2 separate regions of the Sus scrofa genome follow, and region 2 is linked to region 1. A link is a contact called in public Hi-C data. All regions are on one chromosome and are shown on one strand. The core of a region is the stretch at or near the end of the contact, and the rest is flanking DNA. Distances in the headings are between cores, read along the strand shown. Region 1 overlaps CACNB2 (voltage-dependent L-type calcium channel subunit beta-2). Region 2 overlaps CACNB2 (voltage-dependent L-type calcium channel subunit beta-2).

Region 1 (5,714 bases), core at 1,578-4,077:
GTCCTGTCCCTCAGCTGTAGAAATTAAACAAATATATGTTTTCCCATCCCCAAAGCAGATACTTAGAATTGAAGAACCTTTGTGATCCACACAAACTGTCTCTTAGGATCTCTGATTAACACGGAGCTCCATAACAACGGGTCTTTTTGGGTCTCTTTAAACAAATACCTTTCAACGTCCCTACCGTGAGTTGTTCCAGCTATGGTATCACCTCTCTCAAAAGTTATGCAGAAGCAAAGTGATGGCTCTTATGGGAATTCTGAATCCTATCACACTTTCTTTCTTTCTTTTTTTTAGGGTGTGGAAGTTCCCACACCAGGGGTCAAATCGGAGCTACACCTGCCGGCTACACCATAGCTCACAGCAACACTGGATTCTTAACCTGAGTGAGACCAGGGATCGAACCTGTGTCCTCATGGATACTAGTCAGGCTCGTTACCGCTGAGCCATGATAGGAACTCCCCTATCACACATTCTACAATGGCCTGTGAATTCCCACCCTTCATATGAAATACAAAGCAGAGGGAATAGTTTGGAGATCTCTTTATTTACTTTTTTTTTGGCCTTGTCTCCAGCATATGGAAGTTCCCAGGCCAGGGATTGAACCTGTCCCGAGCTTCAGCAGGGACAATACTGAGTCCTTAAGCCACTGTGCCACTAGGGAACTCCTGGAGATCTCTTTGAAATTCAGACTTTCAGGAGTTCCCGTTGTGGCTCAGTGGAGAACGAACCTGACTCCTTGCGCAGTGGGTTAAGGATCCGGTGTTGCTGTGAGCTGTGGTGCAGGATGCAGATGCAGCTCGGATCCTGTGTTGCTATGGCTGTGGCGGAGGCTGGCTCAGATTCGACTACTAGCCTGGGAACGTCCATATGCCATGGGTGCGACTCTAAAAAGACAAAAGACAAAAAATAAAATAAAATAAAATAAAATACAAACTTTTACTGAGCTCAAATTCAGCCACATAATCACCTCCACATTCTAGCTACATTGAAAAACCTACATAATTCAACTAAATCTTATTAAAGAGATGGTTGACCAATCTATTCTTTGTTATCAAGATGAACTGAATTCCATAACTTCTGCATTTTCAACCAGTCCTTTACCCTGAGAATTCTCTAAACATTTGTGCTGCCCATAATCTAGAAAGTCATGTTTATTGTTCAATTTTTGCACAGTGGTATATATATATATGCTATCTTGTTATATTATCCGAATAAATAATTTCCCTAAAATAGAGACTACATTTAATTTCACCTGGGTATGCCCAATACATATCACATGCAGGTTATTAATACTTGGCTCAGTTTTATGAGGCCACTTCTTATAATCGAGTCTTTTAAAAATTACCCAGGAGTTCCCTGGTGGCCTAGCGTAAAGGACTTGGCATTGTTACTGCCATTGCTCAGGTTCAATGCTTGGCAGCCACAAATGAAAAATAGAAAAATTAAAAACGCCCAAACCTCAAGTAAGCATTCTTTTTTTTTTTTGACTTTTTGACTTTTTGCCATTTCTTGGGCTGCTCCCTCGGCCTATGGAGGTTCCCAGGCTAGGGGTCGAATCGGAGCTGTAGCCACCAGCCTACACCACAGCCACAGCAACGTGGGATCTGAGCCGTGTCTGGGACCTACACCACAGCTCACAGCAACGCTGGACCATTAACCCACTGAGCAAGGCCAGGGATCGAACCCGCAACCTCATGGTTCCTAGTCAGATTCGTTAACCACTGGGCCAGGATGGGAACTCCAGGTTAGCATTCATTTTTCACAGCCCACCATGAAAGTGCATTCTCACAACTTGGTAGCAGAGCTGTGACGGAAGGAGAGAACATGCATATGTAGAACTTGGCCTTGAAAGGTTCCAGGAAGGTACATGTTTTCAGTGAACATTAAAGTTTATTCGGCTAAGTCAAGAAAATGGACATGAGCCTGGATCCAGCAGGAAGGATCGGGTTTCATGCTGCAGAAACACCTATGCTGGTGCCAAGACAGGCGAGGCCCGAAAAGAAAAAAACGACAGAATGTACAGCAGAAATTGTCACAACGCTGTAAATCAAGCATCCTTCAATAAACAATTTTCAAAAAGGAAAAGAAAAATGTAAAGCCCCAGAAAAGAAAGACCCGATGTTAAAAGACTTGACTGAATGCCTAGTGATACTGAAAGTACATTCTTCAAGCAACTGCTCGGGCTTCAAACGAAAGACAAGACCAGCACCAGCTGTTCTGAGATGCTTTAAGAATTTTGCATCACCCCTGAGGGCCTTAAGAGGCTTCCATATAGAGCAAGAGAGAGATAAGAATGATTGCTTTCATTTTACAGGTGATCAAGCAAGCTGAGAGATGTTAATCAACTGCTCCCAAACAAAGAAACCAGAGCTACAATCAGGAATAAAATCTTGTTCTCCTTCCGGAGCAGTGAGCTCTGCCCCTCCTATTCTCAAATCAAAGCCATTCTCTCTGTGTGATAACTAAGAGGATTAGGCTGCCAGGGTGGAAGAGAATCCACTTTGAGGGGAGGGGACACTGGCATCAGAGGGTGAGGACTGTGGCAGATCTATTTTTTTTCTCCCCCCCCCCTTTTTTTTAAGCTACCCCGCAACATATGGAGCTCCCGGGCCAGGAATCAGATCCGAGCCCCAGTCCTAACCTAAGCCACAGATGCAGCAACGCCGGCCCCTTAGCCCACTGTGCCGGGCTAGGGATCAAACCATCCTGGGGCTCCCAAGATGCCACGATCCCCTTGCACCACAGTGGGAGCTCCTGTGGCAGATCTATTTTACATGCTGCTTGCAGGAGAAGGATCTTAGATGTGATTGCAGAAGCCAGATTTCTTCCTTTCCTGTTGCCTAAAATGCCACGAATAGGTAAGAAAACTGCTATACAACTGGATCAGGATTTAAAGAAGGATATCCCATTATATTGTGGTCGACATGATGGCAGATCTTTTATCGAGAAAAAGAATGGAAAATTCCAGTTCTCCTATCCTAGGGGAGATGGAGAGACAGGCCCTAAATGCCCACTGGAAGGGAGAGTCACATAGGAAGCTATGCTATGAGGTGCTGGGTCCCTTTAGAGCTGTGACAGCTCTGATTTTTTTTTTTTTTAATTCTTTTTAGGGCTGCACCTGAGGTATATGGAAGGCTAGGGGCTGAAATGGAGCTGCCACTGGGACCTATGCCACAGCCATGGCAACGCCAAATCTGAAATGCATCACAGCTCACAGCAACACCAGATGCTTAACCCACTGAGTGAGGCCAGGGATCGAACCAGCATTGTCATGGACACTATGTTGGGTTCTTAACCTGCCGAGCCACAACGGGAACTCTGAAAGGAAATATTTTGATAGGTGAGACTGAGTAGGGGAAAACTAATAGTTTATTCTCTAAAGAGGTACTTTGACCACCTAATAAATAAAATTAATGCTGGAATCTAAACACAGGAAATCTAATAAAATAATTTACAGCGTTACAAAGAATATATAAATTTCAGATAAATTTCAGTAGAATAATCTACTAAACAGAAATTAAAGTGATGCTGGGTAATTATCTACATTTTCAGGCAATTATTAACACCTAACATGGGATGTCTTATGACAAAATTAGCATATTAATAATATTATGTTGGCATCATCAACTGGTATAATCATTTTGAAAAGAATGATGGAAAGACATAGACAGAGACATAAGAACATTCAAACCCACTCACTGCCCAAATAATTCCAAGTCTGAGAATTTATCTCAAATAAATTACTTAACAGAGCATAAAACCATATGCTCAAAGTTGTTATGACAGATTTATTTATCCATTAAAAACAAAATTATGGAATTAATTAAAAGTCTAACAATAAATGACCAGTCTATTTGGAAAAACTATGGTAACTCCACACCATGCTATATCATTCTGTGACGAAAAAGTGATTTCAAAATATCGAAAAAGGCAGACTCTTGAATAATCTGTGCACTACAGTTACCACTCTAAAAATACATATGCTTGTAGAAAAGGAATGGGATATAATTTGCCAGAATAAAAATATTTGACTAAAAGCAGCGAAATTCTGGAATGTTCCTACACACATTTCCTTTGATATTTCTTCTATTTTTTAACCCTGATAACTTTTTTCCTCCTCTTTTTACAGCCCGTCTGTGGCATATGGACATTCCCAGGCTAAGGGGTAGAAGTGGAGCTGCCGCTGAGGCCTATGCCCAGGCCACTGCAACACCGGATCCGAACCACATCTGCAAACAATGCCGAAGGCTGTAGCAACGCAGGATCCTTAACTCACTGAGTGAGGCCAGGGATTGAACCCACGTCCTCACAGAGCCGTCAGGTCCTTACCCCACCAAGCCACAATGAGAACTCCTAATACTAATAACTTCTAATTAATTACTTTGACATGGAAAACTCTCTTTCAAGTTTTTTTGACTTTAACAATAAAAATAACTTTGCAAATCTCTTTGCGCTTGCAGAATATTTTTCTTTCTACAAACAGATTGTTTTATGGGGTCAAGTTGAAATCAATCATTCTGGCATCTCCAGGTAATAAAGCATGCATCCCTGCGCCTCTTTTGAAGAATCCTTCTGTACCTAGACCGGCCACCAAGGCTTTCTAACATTATACATTTATTTAAATACAAATTATACCTGGGAAATGGTGTAGGAATCTTGTTTTATAATAGATGGAAATACACAGGCTCATGTCAATATCCTTTGTTTCCACCCTAAACTGCTTAACAATATAAAGGTAAAGAGAAAGAAAGAGTAAAAATTTGGAAATTACTAGACACCTTAGAATATTTAACCTCCATCATATTTTTTCTTCTCTTGGGCTGATTCCCATTCAGAAGCTACGGTTCTTGACCATTTGAGAGTTGAAGGCCACTTTGAAACTCTCCCGATGCTAGAAGATGTTCATCTATACACAGGTGCAAACACCTGCCTATCTTTTTGGAATACTGATTCCTTCCTGCCCTACCAGCCCTCTGATACTTGATCCACAGATACCCAATCAGGAGTCCCACTTTACAGAGTTGTTATGTATTTTAATTTTTCTTTCTTCCACATGCAGACAGAAAACAGCTTAACACTTTCCCCTGCTGCCTGTCCTCGATGTCAAAATTTGGCATCTCAGAGCAAAGGTCTTTAATTATTAGCCACTGCAGAAAATGCAGATGGGTGTGTACGTTCCCTTAAGAACTACAGGTGCCGTGCTCAGCAGGCTAGGTGCACTGGGATTTTTTTTTTTTTTTTTTTTTTTTTTGTCTTTTTTAGGGCTGCACCGGAGGCATATGGAGGTTCCCAGGCTAGGAGTCTAATCAGAGCTGTGGCCGCCGGCCTACACCACAGCCACAGCAACTCGGGATCTGAGCCGCGTCTGGTGTCTGCGACCTACACCACAGCTCACGGCAACACTGGACCCTTAATCCACTGAGCAAGACCAGGGATCGAACCCACAACCTCATCGTTCCCAGTCAGATTCAATAACCACTGAGCTACAACGGGAACTCCAAACTGACATATTTTTAAATTCTCCCCAATGACTGTGAACATAGATATTATTATTATCATTCTTTTTATTTATTTATTTATTTATTTTTGTCTTTTTGCTATTTCTTTGGGCCGCTCCCGCGGCATATGGAGATTCCCAGGCTAGGGGTTGAATCAGAGCTGTAGCCACCGGCCTATGCCAGAGCCACAGCAACGCAGGATCCGAGCCGTGT
Region 2 (5,714 bases), core at 2,195-4,694, 130 kb before region 1:
AAAGTTAGACGTAATGCTCCCTGAGAATACGGAGAGTCTTTAAGTGGGAAGCATCTACCAATGAAGTTTACATACTGGTGCTGACCACCATCAGTAAAGATCTGATGTTTATAGCATTCCGGCTGTGGCGCAGTGGGTTAAGAATCCAACTGTAGTGGCTTGGGTTACTGCAGAGATGTGGGTTCAATCCTCAGCCCACACGGGTTAAAGGAGCCAATGTTGCCACAGTTGCGGCTCAGACTCAGTCCCTGGCCTGGGAACTTCCACATGTTGCAGGTGCAACCACAAAAAAAAAAAAAAAAGAAGACTTGATGTGTGTGACAAAAAGCGACTGCAATGTGTATTTATCATTCCAATGGAATGACTTTCAAATGGATAATTCTGGCTCTTGAGAAATTAGAATGCCTTTCTAGTTCATCTTATTCCACTTAAAATATGATACCAGCATTATCTGGACATTAGTTAAATTTCCCATTTTGTTTAGACTTATTCAAACTTGGGGTCCACTTTATGAACACATGTTTCTAATGGTTGTTGGTCTACTAAATGTCCATTGACAGATGAATGGATGAAAAAGATGTGGTACACACACACACACACACACACACACACACACACACACACACACACTGGAGTATTACTAAGCCATAAAAAAGAAGAAATAATACAACTTGCAGCAATATGAATGGAACTAGAGATTCTCATACTAAGTGAAGTCATAAAGAGAAAGACAAATACTTATGACATCACTTACATGTGAATCTAAAATATGGCAGAAATGGGAGTTCCCGTCATGGCGCAGTGGAAGCAAATCCGACTAGGAATCATGAAGTTGCAGATTTGATCCCTGGCCTTGCTCAGTTGGTTAAGGACCCAGCGTTGCCCTGAGCTGTGGTATACGCCGGCAGCTGTAGCTCAGATTAGACCCTTAGCCTGGGAACCTCCATATGCTGCAGGTGTGGTCCTAAAAAGCAGTAAAATAAAATAAAATAAGACAGAAATGAACCTATCTACAAAACAAATGAACTCAAAGACACAGAGAACAGATTGGTGGACGTCAAGGGGGAGAGGGTGGAGGGAGAGAAGGACCGAAGGCTGGGGTTAGCAGATGTGAGCTATTATATACAGAAGGGACAAACAACAGGTCCCACTGTCCAGCACAGGGGACTCTATTTCAAAATCCCTATCAAATTACCCATGACATTTTTCACAGAACTGGAACAAACTATCCAAAAATTTACACGGAATCACAAAAAACCAAGCAGGAGGCATAACTCTCCCAGATTTCAAGCAATATTACAAAGCCACAGTCATCAAGACAGTGTGGTACCGGTACCAAAACATACAGACAGACCAATGGAACAGAATAGAGAACCCAGAAATAAACCTAGATACCTATGGTCAATTAATCTTTGACAAAGGAGGCAAGAACCTAAAATGGGAAAAAGACAGTCTATTTAGCAAGAATCGTTGGGAAACCTGGATAGCTACATGCAAATCAATGAAATTAGAACATACCCTCACACCATGCACAAAAATAAACTCAAAATGGCTGAAAGACCTAAATATAAGATAAGACACCATCAAATTCCTGGAAGAGAACATAGGCAGAACATTCTCTGACATCAACCTTACAAATGTTTTCTCAGGTCAGTCTCCCAAAGCAACAGAAATAAAAGCAAAAAGAAACCAATGGGACCTAATCAAACTGAAGAGCTTTTGCACAGCAAAGGAAACCAAAAAGAAAACAAAAAGACAATTTACGGAATGGGAAAAAAGAGTTACAAATGATGCAACTGACAAGGACTTAATCTCTAAAATATACAAGCGACTTATACAACTCAACAGCAAAAAAACCCAACAACCCAATGGAAAAATGGGCAAAAGACCTGAATAGACATTTCTCCAAGGAAGATATACAGATGGCCAACAAGCACATGAAACAATGCTCAACATCCCTGATTATTAGAAAAATACAAATCAAAACCACCATGAGATAGCACTTCACACCAGTCAGAATGGCCATCATTAATAAGTCCACAAATAACAATAGTTGGAGGGGGTGTGGAGAAAAGGGAACCCTCCCGCACTGTTGGTGGGAATGTGAGCTGGTACAACCACTGTGGAGAACAGTATGGAGGTACTTCAGAAAATTAAATATAGAACTACCATATGACCCAGCAACCCCACTCTTGGGCATATATCCAGACAAAACATTCCTTAAGAAAGACACATGCACCCACGTGTTCACTGCAGCTCTATTCACAACAGCCAAGACATGGAAACAACCCAAATGTCCATTGACAGACAAATGGATTAGGAAGATGTGACACACACACACACACACACACACACACACACACACACACACGAACACACAATGGAATACTACTCAGCCATAAAAAAGAATAAAATAATGCCATCTGCAGCAACATGGATGGAACTAGAGACTCTCATACTGAGTGAAGTAAGTCAGAAAGAGAAAGACAGGAGATCCCGTCGTGGCGCAGTGGTTAACGAATCCGACTAGGAACCATGAGGTTGCGGGTTCGGTCCCTGCCCTTGCTCAGTGGGTTAACGATCCGGCATTGCCGTGAGCTGTGGTGTAGGTTGCAGACGCGGCTCGGATCCCGAGTTGCTGTGGCTCTGGCATAGGCCGGTGGCTACAGCTCCGATTCAACCCCTAGCCTGGGAACCTCCATATGCCGCGGGAGTGGCCCAAGAAATAGCAACGACAACAACAACAAAAAAAAGACAAAAAGACAAAAGACAAAAAAAAAAAAAAAAAAAGAAAAGAAAGAGAAAGAGAAAGACAAATACCATATGATATCACTTATATCTGGTATCTAATATACAGCACAAAGGAACCTTTCCACAGAAAAGAATATTATGGACTTGGAAAATAGACTTGTGGTTGCCAGGGGGAGGGGGAGGGAGTGAGATGGATTGGGAGCTCGGGGTTAATGCATGCAGACTCTAGCTTTTGGAATGGATTAGCAATGAGATCCTGCTGTGTAGCGCTGAGAACTACGTCTAGTCACTTATGATGGAGCATGATCATGTGAGAAAAAAGAATGTGTACATGTATGTGTAATTGGGTCACCAGGCTGTAGAGTAGAAAAAGAAATCGTATTGGGGAAATAACAATAAAAAAAAATCCAATGAAAAATCATCATGGAAAAGAATATGAAAAAACGAATACATAACTGAGTCACTGTGCTGTGCAGCAGAAACTGACGCAACACTGTACATCAACCATATTTCAATAAAAAAGTTATTGCTCTAGAATTTGTCCCACCACCAGCAAATCAGACTTTGTAGATCAAGACGGTGACGTCCCGTGCAGGAAAAGAGTCGCTTCTTCCTTCAGCAACTGCTAAGAGCCATGACGGAGGATCCAATTCTGGGGCTACAAAGGAATCTGATAGTCTTCCTTCTGCCAAAACTCCAGGATAGAACCTTCTATGTGGGCACTTGCATACAATTCAAAAATTAGCAGCTGTACTCAGAAAACCACGCACATCAGAGCTTAGATCAGAGAGGAGAAAACAGATCCCAGCGTTAGTGCCTAGATGTTACAATGACTTTGATGGCTGAAAGGTTCTGTTTGCTGCTTCGAGAGTCTTGGCTCTGTGCACCATAACCAGAATGTCAGATAAGTCACCCCCAGGGTAAGGAGGTGCAGCTGTATTTGTTGGTCAAGTGCTGTCACTCTCGTGCTAGGTCTAGATAACTGAAGATTGCTACGTGCCACAAAGCTCAGCCACAAAACCCTCACAAAGAAAGGGGACACACGTGCTCATCTTTGCGACTGGCAGGCCTGCAAAGGAACATGGGCACTGTTTCTTTTTCCTTTTTTTAAAAAATTCACCTATCAAACATTTTTTTTTAATTGAAGCAGAGTTGGTTTACAATGTCATGTTAATTTCTGCTGTACGGCAAAGTGATTCTGTCGCACATACACACAGGTCCATTCCCAAATAGGTTATCAGAGGATACTGAGTCGAGTTCCCTGTGCTATACAGGTCCCTGTGGACCATCCATCCCATAGACAAGAGTGTGCATATGCCAATCCCAAACCTCCAATCCATCCCTCTCCCCCTGGGGACACTGTGTTTCATGGAGGGGGCAGCCAGGGGGAAATGGAAGGGATGGGCGGCGGGGAAGAGAGGAGACAGAAGAAAAGAAAACGAGTATGTGTGTATTACTGAGTCACTTTGCTGTGCAGCAGAAATTAACACAACATTGTACAATCAGTACGACTTCAGTAAGTTCTCCTGGAGACAGAAGGACTTGAGTTTGAAAGAAGAAACAGCAGCGAGACAGGAAGAGTCAACCAGAGGCTCAGAAGCGAGAGTGACACTGTTATTTTCTCATCTATACACCCCACCCCCACCCCCTGTGGGTTCATCCACTTCCAGGGCTTCAGGTTCAAGCTACAATGGATGACTCCCACATCCATTCATTTAACCCTGAAAGCTTGGTTCTGGTTGTCTTATATCCAAGTGCCTGCAAGGATGTCCATCTGCTTATCCACAGCTCAGCATGTCCAAGGATCAAGTCACCTAGTCAAGGCCCTTCCCCATTTTCTTAAACAGCACCCGAACCTGGACTGCTTCGCTTAGTTCTTTCCCACCACCCACTGGCTTTACTGTCTGCCCTACTTTCTAAATACATCTCTCTTTTTTAATGTATCCCCTCCTCTCTCATTCCTACTGCCCCTGTTTAAACACAGAGGCTGCCAATTTTCTCTCATTATACCTTTTTTTTTTTTTTTTTTTAACACCTGCCTGAGGCATATGGAAGTTCATGGGCTGGGGGTCGAATTAGAGCTGCAGCCGTGACCTACACCACTGCCACGGCACCACCCAATCTGAGTCGTGACTGCAACCTACACTTCAGCTTACAGGAACACTGGGTCCTTAATCCACTGGTCGAGGCCAGGGATTGAACGCGCATCCTCGAGGACACTATGTTGGGTTCTTAGCCCACTGAGCCACAAAGCAACTGCTGGTTGAGTTTTTGACTGGGGAGGGCGGAGAGATGTCTCTTTCTTGAATAAATGACTGTCTCAGATGGAAATAAAAAAGAAAAGAAACTCCAGCCCTCTCTCTAGCACTCCAGGGAGAGTTCAGCTGCCTGAGACAGCTATGCCTGAGCTCCTTCCTGGGATGGCCTGCGCTAGACTAGTGCTATTGGCATTTCCCAACCATACTGTGTGAGGAGTACATGTCCAGCTGGATGATCCTGGCTGCTTCTTTTCTCCAGAACTATTCTGGAAGTCAGCGACATTTCCGAGGAAAAAAAACAGAGCCAAGTTGGGGGTAGGGGGGCAAATGGCCATGGATCTACTTGATAGCATCAGTATGACATTTTAGTATCCACAGCTGCAGGTGTTAATTTGAGGCAGACGTGGTGAAGCATAATGGCCCCCCAAGACACGAGTTTTTTTTCTTTTTACGGCCGCACCTGAGGCATACGGAAGTTCCCAGGCCCTGGGTCAGATCGGATGTACAGCTGCAGGCCTATGCCACAGCCATGGCAATGCTAGATCTGAGCTGCAAATCTGTGACCTATACCACAGCTCACAGCAATGCAGGATCCTTAACCCACTGAGCAGGACCTGCCACCTCATGGGTATTCATCGTGTTCTTAACCCGCTGAGCCACAATGGGAACTCCCAAAATAGAGATTTTGATCATATGCTTAAAACA

Evidence for each region. A called contact is a pair of places that touch in the nucleus more often than the background predicts.
Region 2: a contact with region 1 is called in a Hi-C map of heart right ventricle, with 2.9 times the contacts expected there. The contact joins two enhancer-like sites. A contact is called at or near these places in 2 of 47 Hi-C or Micro-C datasets (fetal heart ventricle and heart right ventricle).

What each region holds. Positions count from the first base shown.
Region 1 is chr10:44,657,059-44,662,772 of Sscrofa11.1, reverse strand. All of the region lies in intron 3 of CACNB2 (voltage-dependent L-type calcium channel subunit beta-2), which reads right to left. Among named protein-coding and RNA genes, the nearest start is that of CACNB2, 340 kb to the right of the region's middle. Within about 2 kb of position 2,827, at least 4 of the 83 cell types and tissues checked have an H3K27ac peak or open chromatin away from gene starts, as enhancers often do.
Region 2 is chr10:44,789,746-44,795,459 of Sscrofa11.1, reverse strand. All of the region lies in intron 4 of CACNB2 (voltage-dependent L-type calcium channel subunit beta-2), which reads right to left. Among named protein-coding and RNA genes, the nearest start is that of RSU1, 290 kb to the left of the region's middle. Within about 2 kb of position 3,444, at least 2 of the 83 cell types and tissues checked have an H3K27ac peak or open chromatin away from gene starts, as enhancers often do.